Linked DNA regions of Triticum aestivum: region 2 is linked to region 1. The links are chromatin contacts, called in public Hi-C maps. All regions are on one chromosome and are shown on one strand. Each heading gives the region's core, a stretch centred on a gene start, on an enhancer-like site or on the middle of the called end of the contact. The rest is flanking DNA. Distances are from core to core; before and after follow the strand shown. Region 1 holds the start of LOC123105092. Region 2 holds the start of LOC123105093.

Region 1 (4,144 bases), core at 923-3,422:
GCGCGGGATATGGGAACCCGGGCGGCGGCTGCACGTGGAGGGGCCCCTGGGCGGGCCGCGGCGGGGGAGACAGAGCGGTGGGCGGCGCACCGCCGTGGGTTCCGGCGGTGAGAGCTGTATGGGTGGCCCGGGCGCGCGACATCCGCATCCTCTTCTCCTCCAGCTTCAGGTACGCGACGATCTTGGGGAAGGTCGAGTTGGTGATGAGAGGGATGTTGGAGGCGGCGTTCCCGAAGTCTTCGTTCAGGCCGGCGATGAGAGTGCTGAGGAGGAGCTCGTCGGAGACCTTCTCGACGAGGTCACGGAGCTCGTCGACAAGCTTCTTGAGGCACATGCAATAATCGTCGACCGATGAGTCAAGCTGCTGGCACTCAAGAGAAACCTTGTGTTGAAGCGCGTTGTCGGTGAAGAGGCCGTTGAGCTTAATCCAAACGGCGTGAGCGTCATCATCGGCGGAGACCACCGTGTGGAAGAGGTCCTTCGAGATGGTGGTGTAGAACCAGCGGATAAGAGTGGCGTCGATGGACGTCCACTCCTCATCGTCCTCCATGAAGCGGGAGTCCATGGAGCCATCGATGTGATCCCGGAGATTGTACTCACGGAACACAAGGGAGAAGTACATCTTCCAGGCATAGTAGGTGGAGGTGAGTTGATCGAGGACGACGGGAACTCGAGCGAGGATATTGAGATCACGGATGACGACGGGATCGGGGCCGTCGAAGGGGTTGGTGCGGCGGCTGCGGATGGTACCGGTGAAATCGGGGGAGGCCATGGCGGGTTGCGGGCGGAAGCGCGAGGCGGCGGCGGCACACAGGGGGCGGCGGCGGCACGAAGTGGCGTCGGCGGCGTCGGTAGGAGTTAGGGTTAGGATCGTAGCTCTGATATCATGTTAGAAACGAATATTTTGGCAATGCAACTCGATGTATTGATCGATGCATAGCGCATGTATATATGGAGTACAAGATGGGCCACAACCTCAACTATACAATGACTAGAAGGTGGGTCGGACTATACAATATACATGCACAAACCATATATTCAACACTCTTGCCTTGAACCAAAAATAAAGTTGAAACCTTGTGATCGTTTTGGAGGTGAATGCAAGTGCAATTTTGTTTAACGTATATAAACACTTTGTGGGGGCAATCTAGTACTATACGTCTTTATTGTCACCTCGGATCCAGTCGAGCAGTTGGATACTAGTGCTTTGACAGTAAAAGGGTCCCGACTCCGGCAGTAGATCGCGGGACGTCCACCCCCGTCACGCCCACACACACACACACACACAAGTACGTACATGGCCACATTCAATTCGGTTGGAACGGCTCGGCTCGCACAACAACCAATGTACGTACCCCCAGAAGTATGTGCACGAATCAATGAATGAATACCGTAGTCCGTACCGTGCTCCACCACCGTGGGCGCCCACAGCAACTCGTCCCGTCGCATCCCGGGATTGTTCGTAGATGCCCGCAGTGAGTGAGTGAGTGGGAGTATTCACTATAGTTACTCAGATAACAGTAGAAATCAATCACCGTGGTGTGGCCAATTGCGAGGATTCGTGCCATAAATCTGGAAACCAAAGCAGTTTTGGGAGTACTGCCTGGCTGGTCCTACTTATTCAACTTGACACTAGTAGTAGTACTTGAAGCATGCCGGGGTGCGGTGGGCCACCTTGTCAGACGCCCTCCCTCTCACGGCCCCGATCCATATCTTCTTATCTTAGAGAGACGAGACGAGACGAGACGAGATTCTTAATTAATGCTTAATGGAGTAACAAGCACTCCATAACCTGACAACCGAGATCGCACCCAAGCACTTGTCCGAAAGAGACATCGCCCCTCTGCCGCAAGGCAGAAAAAAAGCCCGGAGCATCTCGACTGCAACTGCAAGTGCGAGAGAGAGAGAGAGGGGGACAGAGACAGAGAGATCTTTTTCTGAGATGAGAGAGAAAGATAGTGTATATTTTTGATAGGAGAGAGAGGGAGGGAGAGAGATTAGGTGGGATGAAGGAAGCAGCATCACGAGGAGAGAGAGAGAGAGGGGGAATAAAAGAGAAAGACCAACCGAGATGTCAACAAATCTGCTGTCCTTTGCACTAGTTTAGAGGGGAGAAGAAGGTGGTTCCATTCCATATTTCCATCCATCCAGAGAGAGGGGGGGTCGGGCCCGCATGGCAGCGCGCACATGACCGGACCGAACACAACAAAGCCCATCCGATTCCGATCCATCCAAAAGCAAATATATCAGGGGAAGAAGAGGAGAGGAGTGCAGAGCGCAGCCATTCCGTCCGTCCGGGGGTTCGCCCAAGACAAGAACCCACCAGTTCCGACCCTTCTCCCCCTCCTCCCTCCCTCCCTCCCTCCCTCCCTGGCCCATCCAATCCGGGTCCCGCCCAGATACGCCGCGATTCCGAGCGTCTCCGCCGTGGAATCCGCCGGAGAATTCCTTCATTGCTCGCCGCTTCCTCCTCCTCCTCCTCCTGGGTTCTTGCGCGGTGGGAGTCCGGGGAGTGGGAGGAGAGCCCGCCGTGCTCCCCGCGTCTCCGGCCCATGCTCGCAGCTCGGCGGGCCGCCGGTTCCTGTCTGCCGCGGTTCGGTGCCAGGAAGAATCTCTGAGGCCGAGGTAAAGTCTCGAGTTAATTTCGGCTTGGGTTGTTGCAGGAAAGATGCCATCTTTGCCGTCCATTTCCCGGGTCTTTAATGGCTTCCTCCGTTGCCTGTTTTGGTAAAAATCTCGTGGAGAAAAGGTCTCCCTTCTCGTAATTGAGTCGCCCTTCGATTTGCTTCTTGTCTCGAAGAAATTTCCTCGGTCGGACACGCCGGCGGCGAGCGGTTGAGCGATGATTGCATCTGTCCAGTATTGTTAGTCTTTTTCTTCGTAATCCGCGTCTGCTGCTGCCGCTGATGATTTGTACAGTACTTCTCGTGAATGAATCGGTTCTTGGTAGTACTACTAGGATTTGGTACTAGAATCGACATGGCTGGACTGTGGAGTACTACTAGGACTTGTCTCGTCTCCTTTATTCTTTCCCCCCTTCCCTACAAGTTGACGTCCAAACAGCCAGGGGATAATAATATCTCCTTTATTTCTCTTTATTATTATTATTTCCCTTGTTTCTTGGGATAATATCCGCTTAAAATCTGCCAATTATCCCTGAATTATCACCACTTGCTAACGAATAAATCTGCATGATCAGTTCGCTTGAGCTTTTCGTCATCCTCTGCGTGTAGGCTCGACCACCATCATTGCTCACTTTATACCAGGAAAAAAGGGCCGGTCGCTCATCAGTCATCGCCTTTTCTTCTGCTCTTTGTTTGTCAAAGCGATGAATAATGCGTGTTTGTCTTTTCGCGTAACTGACGCTGGTTCTGGACAAAGGCGTTATCATTTCTTTCTTCTTCTGCTGCTTTATGTGTGTAATGTAATGTAATTCACCTTTGATTCAATGTCCTGTTGAGCAGGTTGGAACAGCAATGGGGGCAAAGGTGGAGGTTGAAGGCTACAATCCTGGGCATTGCGCCATGGGGGATCTCCACGCAAGCGCGAATGGCTGGAGGTTTCCATACGAGGAGGAGACATCAAATGGCTTCGTGACGGCGGAGGCGGTCGGTTATTCGGAGTATGATAAAGAGATGTTCAGGCGCACAATGCTGGCGCATGAAGCTGTGTTTAGACAGCAGGTGCGCGTCCGCGATGACGTAAACGTCGATGCGGCAACACTTAGAGATGATTTCAGTTCCGCCTTGATATCTTCTGTATTTCTTGGCTTGGCTTGACAACAACCCTCTTGCTGTCTCCAGGTGTACGAATTGCATCGGGTTTACAGAGTACAGAGAGACCTGATGAAGCAGCATCAGAGCAGAGAAATGCATGCATGCTCAACACTGGAAGATGCATCGCACAGAGATTCACCGTCACAAATTCCACTGCATGGTGCAAACATGATTGGTGCTGCTGCTGTGAACAATGAGAAAAGCCAGTCGTCCAAGTTCCCCAGGGAGGGCAGTGTCCAGTCCTCGCCAAATGGATTTCCCTCAAGTGATGCTGCTCTACCCACCAAACAAGGCAGGTTTGACCTTGAGCTCCGAGCTGATCATTGTTTTGAAGATGACCATGCATCGGACAGTAAGCCTATAGATTT
Region 2 (3,667 bases), core at 202-2,701, 160 kb after region 1:
CTTGATGCTAGTGACGTAAGATATTTATAAGAGGACGAAGATTGTGGAATAGCAGCGCTAGATAATGACAAAGTCATAGGTGGGCGTAGGATGATGAAGGCAAAAAAAAACGGATAACAATGACGACGCAAAGAGCAAAAAACACACAAACACACACACACACATAGATGACATGATGAAGATGAATGACGCGACAAAGAAGGCGGAGTCGTCCCACATCGCTCTGCCCCTAAGTCCTTGGAGCTAACCATCGCTCCGTACTCCTGATCCCGTGATATTAACATGTTGTCACGCCAACAACCCGTCATTTAATTTTGAGACATAACGTAGAGGGTTGGTTGTACAGTTTAGGTATTCATTAACTACGAGATTTGACTAAACAAGTAGGAGTATTATTTGGCAAGCGGACGTTATAGGACCCAAAAGTACTTGCGCTAAACTGGTGCGACAAATCCCATGCCTACATATGAAAGTAGGTTTAGCACAATGAGAACACGACACAAGCAGAAGATGAACAATCAATAAGAAGATAACATACGAACATAACAAAAAATAAAATAAAAAAAACACAGCAACACATTAACACATGCACTGTTCCCAGGCCATAAGTGCACACGAATACATTCAACATGTCCAACCACCATTACCAGTACGTGTACATACCACTAGAGTACTCCTTGCAGCAGTACTCGTCGAAAGGAGTCCAAGACAACCGCGTTGATACATTTGGCTGGCTGGCCAATGTGAAGGTCCGGACGGCGTGTACGTAGCGAGGCCACTGTCCAGGAGGAGATAAAAAAGGCAGCATCACGAGGGGAGGGATAAAAAGATGGCCGGTTTTGCAAGATTTGGAAAGGAGGTTGGGCGGTACTACTAGTATTTTTAACACTTGCTGTTTGTTACTTTCTCTCTCCCTCCCCCCCCACCGGGAGGTGGAAGCAAAGCCAAGGGTGGACAGATTCTCTCCCAAGTCCCAATCCCTAAGCTCGTATCCTCCATTACTCTAAACAAACCAACCCGAGGAAGGGGAAAAGAAATGAGCCGTCCTCATGATAACTGTCCCATGGGAAATCCGATCCCCGGGAATAATTATATCATATCATATCACGCACTTGGAAAGAAAGAGAAAAACGTAGTACCGCCGGTTGTCTAGTTCCACACCAGAATCGTGAGAGGGACAGCAGCCGGTGGCGATGCGGTGGCAGGTATAATATTGGGAAGGAAATGTCTGGGTTGGTGATTGATGAGAGAGAAAGCCGGGGGAGAGGGACAAGGGGGGGTGATGGGGAGGATCAGCATCAGGGCGGAGACGGAGAGGGAGAGGGAGAGGGAGGGAGAATATCAGATGTCAACAAATCTGCTGTCCTTGCGGCTCGTTTAGAGAGAGAGAGAGGGTGGGAGTACTACTACTAGAAGAGAAAGGTGGTTCCATTCCATCCCCCTTCCTTGTTGCCCCAGAGGAGAGGAGAGAGGAGAGAGGAGAGAGAAAGAGAGGAGAGAGAGAGGCCGGGCCAAACGACGCCAATCCAAAACCCCCAAAAGGAGCAAGAGAAAAGAGGGAGAGTGGGGAGTGAGCAGAGAGAGAACAAACCAAGATACTACATCCGCAGACAGTGGTTCGTTCGTCCGGGGACGAGGACGAGAACCCACCACTTTCTCTCCCTCTTCCTCGCCCTCCCTCCCTTCTCTCTTCTCTCCCTGCCCTGCCCCCCCCGACCGGACCCGTCCCGGATACGTCGGAGCTCCGGGTGTCCTCCGCCCCGATCGCCCCCCTGCCGCCGCCAGACAGATTTGCCTCTTTCTTTTCGTTGGTTCTAGGATAGATACTACATAGATAAATAAATATCCTGCCTTGGTTGGGTTGGGCGGGTTCTTGGGCGGCGCGGGGTTTCTTGGGGCATGGCCGTGGCGGCGGTGCCGGACAGGACGCTCGCCCGCCGAATGCTGCGGGTCGTCAGGCTCAACCCGCTGCAGCGCAGCGCCAAGAATCCCTGAGGTCAGAATTTCCTTTCTTTATCCTAGCTGGTTTGGTTCAATTAATTCTGCTCGCGCGCTGCCTGGATCGTGGAATCGAGCTAACACAATCCAAAGGAGTGGTCTTGATTTGCTTTCCCCATGTGTTGGAGCTCCAATCCGGGGGCACCTGGGGGGATTGGAGCTCCGATTTCGGACCAATTTCACTCTGTCCGACGCCCCTGTCGCTGTCGCCGTCACTGTCCCTTCGTCCGCTCCTGGCCTCCGCCGCACGTCCAGATCCGGCCGCCCTCCACGCGACACATCGGCCTCGGCCACCGGCGCCGCCTCCTGCTCATTGCCGCCCCCCTCCTCTTGTCTAGATCCGGACACCTGCCGTCCGTCACCATCCCTTCTTCGCTTTCCTCTCTGTACTCCAGGCGTCTGGCTCGACTTTGGCGTCCAGATCCACTTCCCCTTCTCTTCCCACCTCCGTGCCTGTAGCTACCATTGTCAGTTCGTCCTGCGATTGCCTCAGTCTCCCCGTGCGTGCTTGCTCAAGTATGCCTGCCCATCTCTGGCCTTTATTTACACTTCTTATCATCCAAGCTGGAGTTGGAAATGGGTTAATCTTCTATTTCCAAGACACTTCGTAATTCTCCTCTTTCTCAACAAACTGGAATTTTCCTTGGTGAAACCAAACATAAAACTTCCAAGTGGACGCAAATTCCAGTTCAACTGAAATTGGAATTGGGACTCTTTGTGTTATAACTTGCTTGTTGTAAAAAATTTTTGGGGCCTTTTATTAGGTTTCGGGGTTCTTATTTTCTGTTTTGGTGATTAGGTCTGTGTGACGTTTCAGTTGGATTGTACGCGAGAAGTCAATGATTGCATCTGCTGGCCATAGGTTTCTATTTTCCACGTTTGGTAAAGATGATGATATATCTCTTAAAAGAACTAGTCCTTAGGATTTTATTAAGTAGGTTGAACCATCGCCGGTTGACTCGTCTTCTCTCCTTTAGTTATTTCCTGCCCGATGAATTTAGAAACAAACAGGTGAGGTGCATATTCTATGCCATTATGGAATACAGTATATATTTAAAAGTTGGGCCTTTGGTGTTGTTTACTCTGTTGCTGTCTAGGTTTGTTTGATTATTGTAGGGGTAGTGAGTTTTTGTCATGCATTTTATCCATGATACATGTAGCATCTTGTTTCCCAGATCCTTTCTTATTACTCACTGCAGTATTTATTGGCAGGTTATTTCTCTTTAAGTGCCATTCAGATTGGGAGGTAGTATTGATTCACCTGAGCAAGTCAAGCTGTCCAGTTAGCTCAAAGCATTAAAGATGAATTTCACACGTGCATTGCATTCACACTGTGATTTCCCTTTGGTGTCCTGTGATGTGATGATCAGTGCTGGTTGCCGTCCGGGTCAAGGGGAATTTTAGCATGATTGCTACATGCTCATTGTTTTGGTAATTTATCAATGGGACCCCTAAATCTTTAGTTGTTTTTGTTTTTGTAAATCTCTGTTTGATATTACTTACTCAGATGCTAGATTCTTAGCTCTTCTCAACTTGCTCCCATGCTCTTAAGTAAAATATCTTGCCGAGGATCTTAAAAGCACCAATTTGTCTGCACTGTGTTATTTGTTTGGGTGTTGCACTTGAAACAACCATTAGACAAGCAGTATGCTGTACGCTACTTGCGTTC

The links. A called contact is a pair of places that touch in the nucleus more often than the background predicts.
Region 2: a contact with region 1 is called in a Hi-C map of leaf, with 3 times the contacts expected there. The contact joins the promoter of LOC123105093 here to the promoter of LOC123105092 in region 1. A contact is called at or near these places in 2 of 5 Hi-C or Micro-C datasets (both in leaf) and 1 of 1 datasets of contacts at active chromatin or transcription factors (leaf).

Annotation. Positions count from the first base shown.
Region 1 is chr5A:592,978,301-592,982,444 of IWGSC CS RefSeq v2.1, forward strand. LOC123105092 reads left to right here and starts at 2,173. Exons shown (of 4, transcript XM_044527079.1): 1 at 2,173-2,625; 2 at 3,465-3,683; 3 at 3,804-4,144. The coding sequence starts at 2,188.
Region 2 is chr5A:593,140,644-593,144,310 of IWGSC CS RefSeq v2.1, forward strand. It overlaps LOC123105093, which reads left to right and starts at 1,452. Exons shown (of 5, transcript XM_044527080.1): 1 at 1,452-1,996; 2 at 3,211-3,429. The coding sequence starts at 3,415.